Regions from separate parts of the Zea mays genome. Here region 2 is linked to region 1. A link is a contact called in public Hi-C data. All regions are on one chromosome and are shown on one strand. Each heading gives the region's core, a stretch centred on a gene start, on an enhancer-like site or on the middle of the called end of the contact. The rest is flanking DNA. Distances are from core to core; before and after follow the strand shown. Region 1 overlaps LOC103636131 (zinc finger CCCH domain-containing protein 13). Region 2 holds the start of LOC100193610.

Region 1 (6,523 bases), core at 1,823-4,322:
TTGTTATGTACTAGATCATGGTATTTTGTTGCTACAATTCTACCTTGGCGAATTGATGAACACTTTGTTGTTGTAGTATATTAGAAGTTGGAACTTGGAACTATTTAACTCTTTGCTACAGAACTCTTTTGGTTTGTGTTGCTATGCGTTTAAGGCTTTAAGTTGCTTTCTAAGCTTCTGCTACTCTGTGTTTGGTGTTTGCTAAGGTGTCACACTGTCAGATGTAAAGGATGGTTGTGTTCCACTCCTGAGAGGTATAGACAGTGACAGGTGAGGAACTTTGACTATGTTATTGTCTTATTGACTGTGTCTATGTTATTCTTTTTACAAATTCGCTATTTTCTATAGCTGCGCTATAGCCTCGTAGCCTCAAAAAATGTTGTCGCTATTTGTATAGTTCGCTATTTTAAACCTTGGTTTAGAGTGTACTTGTGTTTGGTCATTGTGTCTTGGTGCAAGGCACCCATCCATTGTACGGCTAGCAAGAGGCTTCGAAGTTTAAAATGCCTTATGGAGACTTTGGTCTCTCAATTGAGAAAATGAAGATAAAGTCAAGTTCGATCTTGGTGATCACTTGAGTGAGGAAAGGGTTCAGAGAAACTCGGTCCTTAGTGGACTCCTCAGTGGGGATATAGGTTTTATTGTGAAACCGAACTCCAGTAACCAAATTGGTGTGACTTTGTTATGCTCTTGTGTTTGCAATTTGTTTTACTCCTTTCCTCCCTAAGTTCTCTTGTGATTGATCATCTTCGCATCATCTAGTTGCTCAAGTCTAATCCCTTTTGAAAGAGCAACTAAGTGCAAGAAGAACTTCTCATTTAACTTCAATTGTCTTATCTCTTGTTCTAACCACTAATTGGGATCAAGTTTTGTTTTAAGTGATAAATTTTAGATTTCGCCTATTTACCCCCTCCTCTAGATGACTTTCAGTATGGACTAGAAACAAATATGGCTCATTTTCTTGATGTTTCAACAAGATGGAATTCAACCTATATGGTGCTTAGGGATGTGTTATATTATATGACTACATTTATGAGGATAAAATTACCATATCGTTGTAGGCTAAAATCACCATATGTGTTATATAGACTTTTGGATAAACTTATTTATTTCATATATCATGTTTGAGTGTTTGTGACTAGAGTTAGGACATATTTATGTTTGTTATGTTTGAACTTATGAACTACCACCCCATTCTGCTATAGCTTGATAGTTAGGAACTTACTCCCCTGGTCTTCTATTATTTGTCGTTTTAGACAAGGTTTGAGTCAAATTTATAAAATTTTGACTACAAATTACTGGTTTGTTATTTAGTTTTGAAACCTAATACTTATATGTACTGATTTATCTTAAAAAGTACTTTTATAAAAATATAAATGTATTAAGAGTTTATTTGTATTTTAACAAAAAAACATTAGTCAAAGCTATATTTTTGAGACCATATCGTTGTTCTAAACGACAACTAATAAGACACCGAATGGAGTATTTATGTTTGTAATGTTTCAATTTATAAACTTACTTGTTAGATCGTGTTGTTGTATTTGTTTGTGTCTAGCTGCAACGAACAACGATGTACTCATGTAGTCGCGGGCGAATTGTCATGTTTTTTAAACCTTTAAGACATATATAATATATATTATATTATCGTGAGGTCATGATTGTATTTTTTATGTTGAGTTAAATATTTGGAGAGGTTACACGCATCAGTGTTCCCGATTCTTATTAGTGGTTTGTGACCATTAATGATTTGTTCCCGATCCGTCAACTCGTTAGCTCTGGTTCCATTGTTCTAACCGATGATCCTGTTCCCGATTATAAATTAAAATATAGATTTGAAAGTGGTTTGCTCTCGCCAGTTTTCATCCCCACTCAGTCCATCGCCGCCGGACAACAACAATTATAGTTACTATTTTCAGCTCCATGCTAATTTGTCTGAGATATGCTATAAATTAATTGTTTTTTTTTGTCATCGAGATTGGAGAGGAAAGGACAGATAGGTTTATCTAGGAACAATCTCTACAGTACATAGAGGATACAACGAAGTCGCATTACAGATACACCATACACGTGCCCAGAGCTTTGGCTCCGGGCAGAGTCCTGACAAACGAGCGTTTAAAAAGTAGCTCTTCGCAAATAATCCTGCCAAACGTCCTTCAAAGCCCATCTGAATGAACATATAATGAATTTACTCCCTTGTAAACAAATGAATTCTCCCTTTTGCAACTTTTTTCTTTGGGAGTTAAGATCATACTTGTACCGTCGGTAATCAACTTATATTATATCCTATTCTCTAGCCTAATGAGATCAGATGCCGTAATATTATGAAAGCCATACAAGCTTAACAGTACTATTTTTGCTTAGACCCCGTTTGTTTGGTTAGAATTGAATTCCATTTTAATAATTATAATTTAGACAAAACTAATTAAGTTTATATATTTATATATGTAATATATTTGTATATTATTCTAAATTATATGAGAGATAGTTATATACTATATTTATGTTATAGCGGCGCAAGTAAAAGAGTGTACTACAAATTGTATATCAGAAAAATAGCATATAAATCTATAGAATCAATTTTCATCTCTCACCAAATGAATTTAATATAGGCTTATATGATAACTTTGGAAAGTGGTGGAATGTCCCATTCTAAAAAAATAACATATTTCATTATTAAGATTCCAATTCATCAAAATTAAAGGAAACAAACGGGACCTTAGTGAAAAGTGAGAATCAGCAAATAGATTAGAAGAAATTTTCCAAATTTATACCAAAATTTGGTACTTAATAAGTAAATTTGTGTGAATATCGATAGAACTAAAATGCTTGGGCAATGAAGCATATCTAAACTAGTTGACTGCCAATTAAAAAGACGAAACGCTAATGCACTTTTTATTTGGGACCCTCGTTTTTTCTAACAATCGACAATCCAATCCCAGGAGAATGTGTTGGGCGACCTTAGCAAAAGCTGCAGCGAGACATTTATGCCAACAAGGGGCACTAGTGCGTCCAAGCAGAGAACAAGAGACGCAGCTGGATGGGCACGCACTACTTGAGAGGCGTGCCATTGCAGCAGGTCCTGCGTCCCGCAGGTACGTCCAAGTTCCCCATAAGCATACCTATCTCACTGGGAACATTACACTACAGAAGAACGCCCAGATGTAAACAGAATATGGCAGCTCAAAAGGCTAGGCTGAGGGCACAAGACCCTCAGAAAAGGAATTAAAATAAAATAGGAAGAGTTCAATGTGTACTTTCTGGGGAATTAGGTATCCGACTTAAATTTACCCTACTTTCCACCAACAAAGCTTCAGAATCCCCATCAATTGCAGCAAAATCAAGTTTGGTGCCGAGTATAGAGCTCACCCTACCATCCCCAGGATTATCATCGATAACCTTAACCTCAACCTCCATACCTGTCTCAGAATCAAGCATGAAGGGCTTCTCTTGACTGTCAGGACTAGCAACAGGAGCAGGCTCCTTGCCTAGTTGAGGTTCTGCCATAGCAGAGGGTATGATCTCCATGTCATCACCTGATTCTCCAACAGCAGAAGGTGCAACATCCAGCAAGACATCAGCGGGTGTAACTTCCGGTATGCCAACAGCATGTTCGAGGGTTGCTTGTAGTGCACCATCCTCAATTGCTGGAGGCAACACATCCTCCATGTGCTTGTTCGGCTGTGTGATTACTGTTGTTGCCACCACCACCTCAGGTTGGGGAAGTGAAATTTCTGGAGGTGCATCCAGAACCCCAGATCCTATAGTTGCAGCAATAGTTCTCCCTATGCCATCACCAAGTTCATGTTTTGATACTGATCCTTCCTCCATGACATCAGTGTGACGTTGTGGAGCAGGATTGCTCACCACTGGTTCAAGCAATTCCATGTCATGGTCATCTTCTGGTACAGCCATCTTCTCTTCCATTTTTACAGATGCAGAGGCAGTAGTTAAACCCTTTTGAGTCTGGTTCTTATGAAGGGCCAAAGCTCTCTGTCATTGTCGAAAAAAGAGAAAGTTAGCATTCCCATATCAATAAACTGATAGCTAATTTGTGTAATTGAGCTATAAAGATACACAATAGTGAACAATAAACAGTTCAAATAAGAAGTTCTAGAGAAGATTGGTAGAGAAGGAAGAACTTGCCTCAAAGATAGTATTGTCACTTTTGAGGTAACGTGAACTGAAAGGGTTGAGGTTTCCATATTTTGTTGACATTTTTCCAATATTTCCATTATCCTGCTTTAAAAACATAGTAGCAACCATAATAAAAAAAAATTGAAGTGGCTGGGAAAACAAAAACCTAAATAAATTTTAACAAATGCAAATACCTGAATTTCATTCCTAACCAAATGAGAGGTTTTTGTTACGTCCAAATCTCCCAGCAAGGATATACACCTTTTGTACAACTCAGGCTCAACAAGATCATGTGAAACACTGATTCTGGATAGATAGTTTTTACAAAAGACCACGCTATTCTTTGACAGCATAGAAGTCACAAGTTGTGCTCCTTGAGGAGCTTCCAAACTTTTTGAACTTTTAGTATGATTCTTCGCTTCAAAGTTTTCAGCAGTCAAGCGTCCAATTTCCTTTTGGTCAGCCTCAGGTTGAAGATTGTGTTGTCCACCAGAATCAGAAACAGCAGTTATTGCAGAGTCAGGATCCTTCTTAGCTACCAGAAGTTCAGCATCCGGCACATCATTTGGTCCCTTGGATACATCACCAGTCAGCTCCCAACCTCTGCTACCAGCATGAGGTCTATTCTGATCCCACTCTTGTCTACCATAGATATAGGGTTCACCAGGAAATACACCACTACCTCCATTCCAAACTTGCATATGAGGTGGGCATGATTCATCCAGATGATTAGGCCACCCAAATGGGCGCATGTGGGTCGAAAACCTATCAACAGCATCATGCATAGGATATGAAACTCCAGGTTGGTTTAATTTCATTTGAGGTCTAAGGTTAAACATAGGTGGGCCTGGAAACTGATGGACAGGTGGATGAAAACCAGGAGCACCACCATGTTGGATGGGGACGAAACCATTAGAAACTGGAGAAGGCCAGTTTGGCTGGCTGTTCCAGCCATGTCCATGTCCACGAACAGAATTCATGTCATTCCTTTTTTGATGACCATGGAACCTCCTATCTCCATTTTGAGGCCTACGGTCATCATCATGTGGACCCTGGAAGGAAGGGTCACCGTTCCGTGCAGGTGGCAAAGGATTATTTGGTGAACTGCCCAAAAAATGACCACCTCTACTTATGGATGAATTTGACGGTGTTGGCTCCCTGAATGGAACCTTAGCTGGCATTCGATCTTGATGATGTGATCGCTCTTGAGCTATGTCACCATCTCTATCTCTGTATTTCGTAAGGCTCTTTCTTTCTCCTTTATTATCAAGACTACGCCCACCACTAAGCCTACCTGAAAACCTATGGTCACCTGAAGATGGAGATTTTTCAGACAGTTGTTTTGGTGAAGTATGCTTATCTTTGCTAGGTGTGCGGTCATAGTGTGATGTAGAAATTTCCAATGTTACATCACGAGGTTGGTAATCATCCTTCTGTTTAAGCCTTTCAGACGACCAATTTTCTGCATCCCTGTCACGAAGTCTAGAAGCAGGTGTCCTTTCTCTACCAGAAGATGCTCTTGGACGATTATTTCTCTCATCATATGGAATTTCTCTCTTTCCATGATCCACCACTTTAGACCCATGCCTGGACATCAATGAATTAACCATTTTCAGATGTTAGAAGGAACAGAGCATAATTGGTTGCAAGATTAACCATTTTCAATGAATTAACCATTTTCAGATCCACCACTTTAGACCCAAAATATGTTAATTGGTTGCAAGATTGCAATATTTGACATTCTAAAACCAATATTTAAAACACATACCATGATGTTCAAGAAATGATCAAGCCTCACTTGACAAACAACCTCTGTAAACTAAATAAGACCAACCCATGGTCTACCCACTGAAACAATATATAGTTTTTTTTCTTTTATGTGGATTGTAAACAAAACCAATTCGCAAGAAGCCAAACTAAATATTTTAAATAGACAAATATTAACCCTGAACCTCATAGAGGAACTCCCCAACCATGAACCAACTGTTCCATTCTGGAACTTACTAACATGCGACAGTAAAACCAACCACAGAGCCAACCAAACTGTATCTGATAAATAAACTGTGATCTCAACAGGAGCTTCCAGGCCTACAGATATATTACAAATAACAATATATAGTCTCTTAAAATAATTTATCACCCAAGACAACAGTAGTCAGCAAATACACCTGCCACAAAGATGACCAGCTACCTTATGCATAGAAATACTACAATAATTTAGCGCACAAACTATGCACATAATACATGTTAGTAAGGAACAAATATTCATGGTTAACATTAAATAGAAATATATAAAAAAACAGATTACTGTAAAACTAGGACAAGGTATAGCTACAATGCTGCACCCTTTTAAGAGATTAGTCCAGTATTTTCAGATGTATAGCCATAT
Region 2 (6,523 bases), core at 1,748-4,247, 390 kb after region 1:
TTTTTACGCTCGTGATTCGGTAGTGAAGGACCGTGACATCACTGTCCTCCCTCCGCGCGCGCCACGTACCTTGGTCTCGTAGCCCTGCGATTATCTTTTTATTACGTTCTCTTCCCACCCCATGTGGTCGCTAGTCACCCGGCGTACGTGTTCCCGTTCCGGGTCGCTACGTGGTCGTGGGCCTGCTTGAGAATGAGATGAGAGGACGGCCGCCTCAGCAGGAGGAGCCAACAGCACAGCAGCAGGAGTGCAGGACAGGACCACCGCGGCCGCTGCGCTGCGCCCCGCCCGCGCGCATTCACTCACTCGGCGTGTCTCGCTCGCTCACCGAGCGGTACGTACGTACGGGATTCACGCTAGCTTAGTAGCTTACTCCACTGCCGGAATCACAAGATTCACGCGCGCGCGCGCGCACGCACGTACGGGTCTGCGGCCGTGTCCCACTCGGTCCCAACGCCGTGCATACATGCTCGCCAACACAAGACAAGGAAACGAACGCACCTTCTCGCGTTATCACGAGGGAGCGCCGTCGGTCGGTGAGGTGAGGTCAATGTACATGTACCCAACCGGTGGACGACGCAACGCAAGGTCCCGCCCGCGCGCGTGTACGCCGCCGTCGGATCCGGCGGACGATCGAGTCACTCATGGCGCGCGGGCACGGCGGCGGACCCAGCCCCGCCCACCAAAACCAGCACAGCAGACTTTCCGCACAACCGCATCATGGCCTCTCCATTTCAAGCACCAGCACGGCCCGCCCGCGTCTCAGAGTTCGGACCACGCCGCCGTGCAGCCCCAGGAGCCCCCAGCAATGGGAATTGGGAATGCGCCCATGCTCGTTGCCAAATCAAGGCCGTCGTGCCTGTAGTGTACTAGTAGTAGAGGAGCAGAGTGGTATACCACGTGGGACGGTACAAGTACACCAGCATCAATTGTAGACTGTGCTAAAAAAAAAGCCATTCACGTATCGATACACTAGTTCGTAGACTCCAGCGCACATCAAAACTCTACGTGCTCATCGGCATTCGGCAGCATATTACATTTCTCATCGACTCGAAGATAGTAACACGAACAGCGTGGGAAAGGCGTACAAGTACACAGTGCACGTAGGCACGAGACACAACACACTCTCGACGACGGACCAACGGCGCCGTTCCCGGTTCCGGCGTTCACCGTCCGCCTGTTTTCAGAAAATCGCGGGAAGCCGGTTTAGCGGGAAGAGGTCGCGCAGGTCCTGGAAGTAGTCGTTCTCCTGCACCGGCGACGCGGCCCAGCTGGGCGCGTCGTCAGACGAGGCGGGCTCGGCGACGGCGGCGGCGGCATTCCACGACGCCTCCGGCGACGACGGCTCGGCGTAGAGGAACCCCGCGTCGGGCTCGAAGTCCCAGAAGCCGCTGGTGGCGTAGACGGGCGCGTCCTCGAACGGCACGAACTCGCCCAGCTCCTCCTCCTCGAGGACGGCCAGGCTGCGGCGCTGGGCGGCCGGCGCGTCCGAGTCGTCCTCGGCGAGGGAGGACAGGGAGGGGACCTTGCGGAGCACGGACGTCGGCGACGACTCCGCGCCGGACTCGTAGCCCGCCGCCGGTGTCGTCGCCGGGTCCTGCCCGGCCCCGGCCCCGGAGCCGGAGCCGCAGTTAGTGGCGGCGGACGCGGAGAAGTTGGTGGTGGCGTTGGCCCCGCGGAGCTGGACGGCGGCGGCGTCGTAGACGCGTGCGGCCTCCTCCGCGGTGTCGAAGGTGCCGAGCCAGACGCGCACGCCGCGCCACGGGTCGCGGATCTCCGCCGCGAACTTGCCCCACGGCCGCCTCCGCACGCCGCGGAACTTGGTGCTCGCCGCGCCACCGGCGCCCTTGGCCAGCCGTCTCCGCGCCCCGCTGCACACGCCGGGACCAGCGACGCCGGCCTTCCTCCCGCGGTCGCCGTCCCCGGGGTTGCACTGATCCGGCACGGGAAGAGCCGCCGGTGCTGGTGCTGGTGCTGGTGCCAGCTCCCTCACCATTCTGCCGACCCTCCGGGCTCCGCAGCCCTCGTCGTCGCCGGAGGAATCGGTCAGGTCAGGATCGTCCCAGAAGATCCGCACCGTGCGCGAGCGCGACATGGCACGAACGAAGTACAGCAAAGATGGCGGCCGGGAGTTACACTAGACTAGACCCAAGCTAGCTAGCTAATAACCGAAGCGCACAGGCAAGGAGAGACAGACGAGCAAGTACCTCCCTGGCGTTGAGATGACACGAGAACCCCAACCAAACCAGGCCCTGCATGCAGGCTGCTACCCTGACCCCAGCAGGAAAAGAAGCTGCAGGGGGGGCGCGCGATCGGAACGGACGGCCGGGTGGATTTCCCTCCTGCCTGGCTCCTGCACTGCGGATCGGCAGGGGAATAAAGAGCAAAGAAAGGGTCGGGAAGGGAGGGAGGCGAGGCGATGCGAGCAGGAAGGCAGACCGGGGCGCAGGGGATCGGAGGAAGAAAGGGGGAGGAGGGAATGGCCGCAGTAAAGACGACGGGCTCTTTAAAAAGAGCAGCGGAAATGCAGCAGCAGCTACGAGTAGCTGAAAGCAGAGAGAGGCAGCAGCAGTCAGGCCGCGCGCCCGTCCTGTTGTCCCCTGCCGAGTTCGTAGTACTACGGACGCAGGCGCTGCTGCCGCGGCCCCGACGGGGACGCTGTAGCTATAACGGTTTTCGAGCTCCGTGAGCGACACTCCGGGCTCCTCGGCGAGAGGGAGCGGGGAGCTAGCTTCGGAAGGTCCTGGAGCAGGAGCACCGACGATAATAAAGAAAAAGGCTCGAAGAACAAGGCCGGAGACGAAGGAAGGGAGGTGGCAGCGGCGGTGTGGCGTGGCGTGGCGTGGAGAAAGCCGAGGAGGAGACCCTGTGAGAGCAGAGCTGGGAAACGGCGGCGGTGCGGTGGCGACGTGAGGTGGAGGGGGAGGAGTGGTGCGGAGGATGGAGGTGATGGGATGGGAGTTTCTGGGGGTTTGGCGAGGTTTTTTGGGGGGAGTGGAGTGGACAAGGCGAGTAGTGTCCAGTGTCCACCCGTCTTTCTTATAGGAATCCCCGACCCGACAGGCTCGGTTGCGACCCACGCTCGATTCCGCGGTGGTGACAGACAGGCCGCGCGCGCTAGTTTAACCAGGTCCGGCTCTGGCAAGAACCGTAATTAAGTTGTGCCGGTTAACCGGCCCCCTTCCTCCAGCCGCATTCACTCCCGCTGCGTGGGTTGGGTTTACTAATCACCCCGAGGCGTACGGCGTAGTGGCGTGCCATACCGCTACTCGGCCCCGGCTCCGGCGCAGACGATGAGGGAGTATGATTTAGGGTCTGTATATAACAGTTACACCGCTGAAATAGTAAATCTAGATCTTCGTGGAGATAGACAGAAAGAGAGTAACGGTAAGAACGGGAGAGGGAAAACGTCATAAGACTAGGAAAATATCAAAAAAAAAATTAAAAACGGTATCATATGTATCCCAGCTTCAACGGTGGTTAATTTTTATCAAGCTTAAATTTGTTGAGTAGCTATTAAAGAGCTTCACCGAGACGATGTATCTAAACCTCTAATTTATCAGGTCGTTAAATCTGAATTTCATGAACCTAACTGTCTACTTATAAAGTAGAGATATTTTTGGTAAATTTGAATCTGGATGAACCATCCCCTAAGTAGGTAGGTAGGTAGCTGTAAACTCCCACGAGCCTGCACTGCACTGCTCTGCACCTGTGCAGCCTTGTTTGGCTGGCACGGTGGCCGCTGGCGCGCGGGGCGCAGGGCGTGCAGCGCAAGTGGGAAAGCTGGCCACGGACGCGGACGCCCCGCGGGCCGTGGGGACGGGGCATGCGCGCCACTGCTCTGCGCGCGGTGGAGTCGCCGGCCGCCTGGCCTGCGCTTTGACTCGGCGGTACGTACCGTCTGTGACCTGAACATCGCGCTGTGTCCTCCTCCTCCTTCGCCAGTTCTTTTTCAAAATGGAAACAAAGTACTTACTGTCCTAACAGTGGGAAATTATGCACGGCGCTGCTGCTCGCTCGCTCGGTCGGTCGATATTTTTGGGAGTGATGCAGCGTCCGTCCCTTCGCTACAGTGATGCAGCGCGCGTCTTGAGCCCGAACAGCAGACCGCGCCGCGTCCACCCGTGGCGATATTTTCGGGCGCGGTACCGGTACGGAGCCACGGTGTGGCCCCGCGGCCGCGTGGTCCTGCTACTCATCCCTGAGCCCCGGGGCCCAGCGGGCAGCCTCCCTCGGCAGGCCGGGGCCGGGCCCGTCCGGGTCAGGTGGCGGGGGAGCCAGTCGCGGCGCGACGCGTTGTCACGGGGGGCTCGGCGCCGGCGGCCATCGGGACGCGGGCGATGCGAGGTGAGGCCGGCACGTGATGGCGGTCGGCCTCGGCCGCCCGCCCGTGGGCCGAGACGGCCAGACGCGAAAGGAAAATGGCCGGTCAAATCGTCGAGCGGAGCACCGGCGGGCGGCGGCGTCAGAGGCCCCCCTTCTGCACCGGACCCAATTTTAATCTTAACGAACCCATCACTCCCGGTGTTACAGTTGTACACGCCGCGCTTAAGTACTACTACTACTCACTCGCGAAGGAACTTAGCTTAAGTAATGAACAGGGACGACGATGGCGTAGGACATTCATGTCGAACCGGACCGCGTAGTGCGAGATATGGCTAAAGACAGTCCCTGATGTCTGTGTTCTCTGCTGTGCAGAGCTAGCGCTTCTATCAAATGCTCCTTTACGTCAGTTTTTTTCTTGAATTCAAATTAAAGTTTTGCATTACTGACTCACATCCTCTACCGCCGCTCCGATTCTCGCTATGGCAACAACAAAAAAAACTAAAAACACACAGCTTTCAACTATACTCTGGTCGATGAATGCAAGTATTCAGATCAGACATCACTGAGTTCTTCACACATTTTAAAAAAAAAAATAGATGCTAAATTTTCAGATTTCCAGTCAACGTACTAGCTAGGTTCACAACCAAACATTCAATCATTTTGCGTATTATTCAACTTTCTTCTTCCCCTACCAAATCATTGGGTTCATCATGGGTCACGCTAACCTATACTTCTCGAGCCGTTCTTTATAACTCTTAGAATCCATTGGGTAGGGATCTATTGATATGCAAAATTAAAACAAAGGATTGCAGTGTCCCTATCTACAGTCGGTCAGGCCAGGTCAGTGAGGCTTTCTCCAATATATCCCCTGTCTCATTCTCTATTTCAAACTCCACTCTGCAAATACTGTCAAACGGTGTCATCTACAGTTCCACGTCCTCTGTTTTACAGAGTCAGCTGGAGACGATCTGAAGCCGGCTAGACAACCTTTAGGATCCGGTCATGTAGGCTTTATAGTGATGTTGTTGCAATCAAGCAGCGTCTGAACAACCGGCACACATGGAGTCAAAAGACACACCAGTGCTGCGATTGTTTCTTTTTGAATGCGGCTCCAACCATCTCTACGTGCTAGTGGCGATCGGGTTTTAGAAGTGTCACGTTGCTTGACCTGTCAACCAAGGACGGTATGCGATGATCGGTAAATTGCTCTATAGATACATAACAACAATAAAACATCAAAATTTGGCCTAATCACGCGGATTGGACCACTAGTCAGCCCCCTTGAGTTAATTGTCCTTTTTTACTAGTCACCTAAAATAAGTAAATAAACATGCACCGGAAGCGTCCAAAGAGAAAATAAACCTTTATGAAGCATGGTATAGACGATCATTGGTCATAAATCAGCATATGCCACATGCACGACTAAAGGCGGAGAAACGGGTCAGAGAGTTGGAGTTGTCAGGATTACCCACAATATGCACCAAAACTAGAGCCAGATAAACGATGAGTCATGCATAAAAACATCTCGGATCCACAATATATATCATTACCAATGACTCTAAGAACATTTGTAACCACAAGGATGCCCATATAGAACAAATGATGTGACTAAGGAGGTTCATCGAATGTGTTTCCATACCCTTGACCAATTGGACCAACAACCAACGATGCTTCATCTGCCATGTCCGTGTTTCTCCAACACTAATAATATCAATTAATCTGGGTGTGGACAACATCAAACTTGACGGCAATCGAAAGAGGAGACATGTACGCTGGCATAGAGGAAGGTGATGTCGTCGATCCAAAGGGTAGTAGCAACAATTCTGCGACGTATGTTGGTGGAGAGGAGGATGATGACGATGATCCGATCAGCGGCGACAAGGGTTCTATGGTGCCATGGTGGCTAGAGGTGAGCAGGATGCCGATGATTCCACATGCGAAGAGGAGGATGCAAATGACCCGATCAACGACAACAATAGTTCTACGGCGCCATGGTGGTCTACTAGCGGCGAAGACTAGGTAGTGGAACAGACACAACCAACAAAGCAGCCAGGCGGAGCCGTGCCTACTCACTCATGCGTCACGGAGCCGAACGCGTGAAAACGGAGTTGAAGGCAGTGGAGCCAGCATCATTGCGGTGATTTTCGTTGGGGCCATTCTCCAGTTTTGTGAGGGGCTAGAGCTAACTCAGTTTGCA

What was found. Hi-C and Micro-C count contacts between places; a contact is called where the count stands out from the background.
Region 2: a contact with region 1 is called in a Hi-C map of ear, with 2.9 times the contacts expected there. The contact joins the promoter of LOC100193610 here to the enhancer-like site in region 1. A contact is called at or near these places in 2 of 25 Hi-C or Micro-C datasets (ear and leaf).

What each region holds. Positions count from the first base shown.
Region 1 is chr8:151,600,624-151,607,146 of Zm-B73-REFERENCE-NAM-5.0, forward strand. LOC103636131 (zinc finger CCCH domain-containing protein 13) reads right to left here. Exons shown (of 5, transcript XM_008658490.3): 3 at 4,329-5,721; 4 at 4,144-4,236; 5 at 2,939-3,990. The coding sequence ends at 3,244. Among protein-coding and RNA genes, the nearest start is that of LOC103636131, 5.7 kb to the right of the region's middle. Within about 2 kb of position 3,073, at least 9 of the 20 cell types and tissues checked have an H3K27ac peak or open chromatin away from gene starts, as enhancers often do. A contact at or near this core is called in ear, where this site is marked.
Region 2 is chr8:151,989,225-151,995,747 of Zm-B73-REFERENCE-NAM-5.0, forward strand. It overlaps LOC100193610, which reads right to left and starts at 2,998. Exons shown (of 1, transcript NM_001138712.1): 1 at 1,024-2,998. The coding sequence starts at 2,095. The coding sequence ends at 1,184.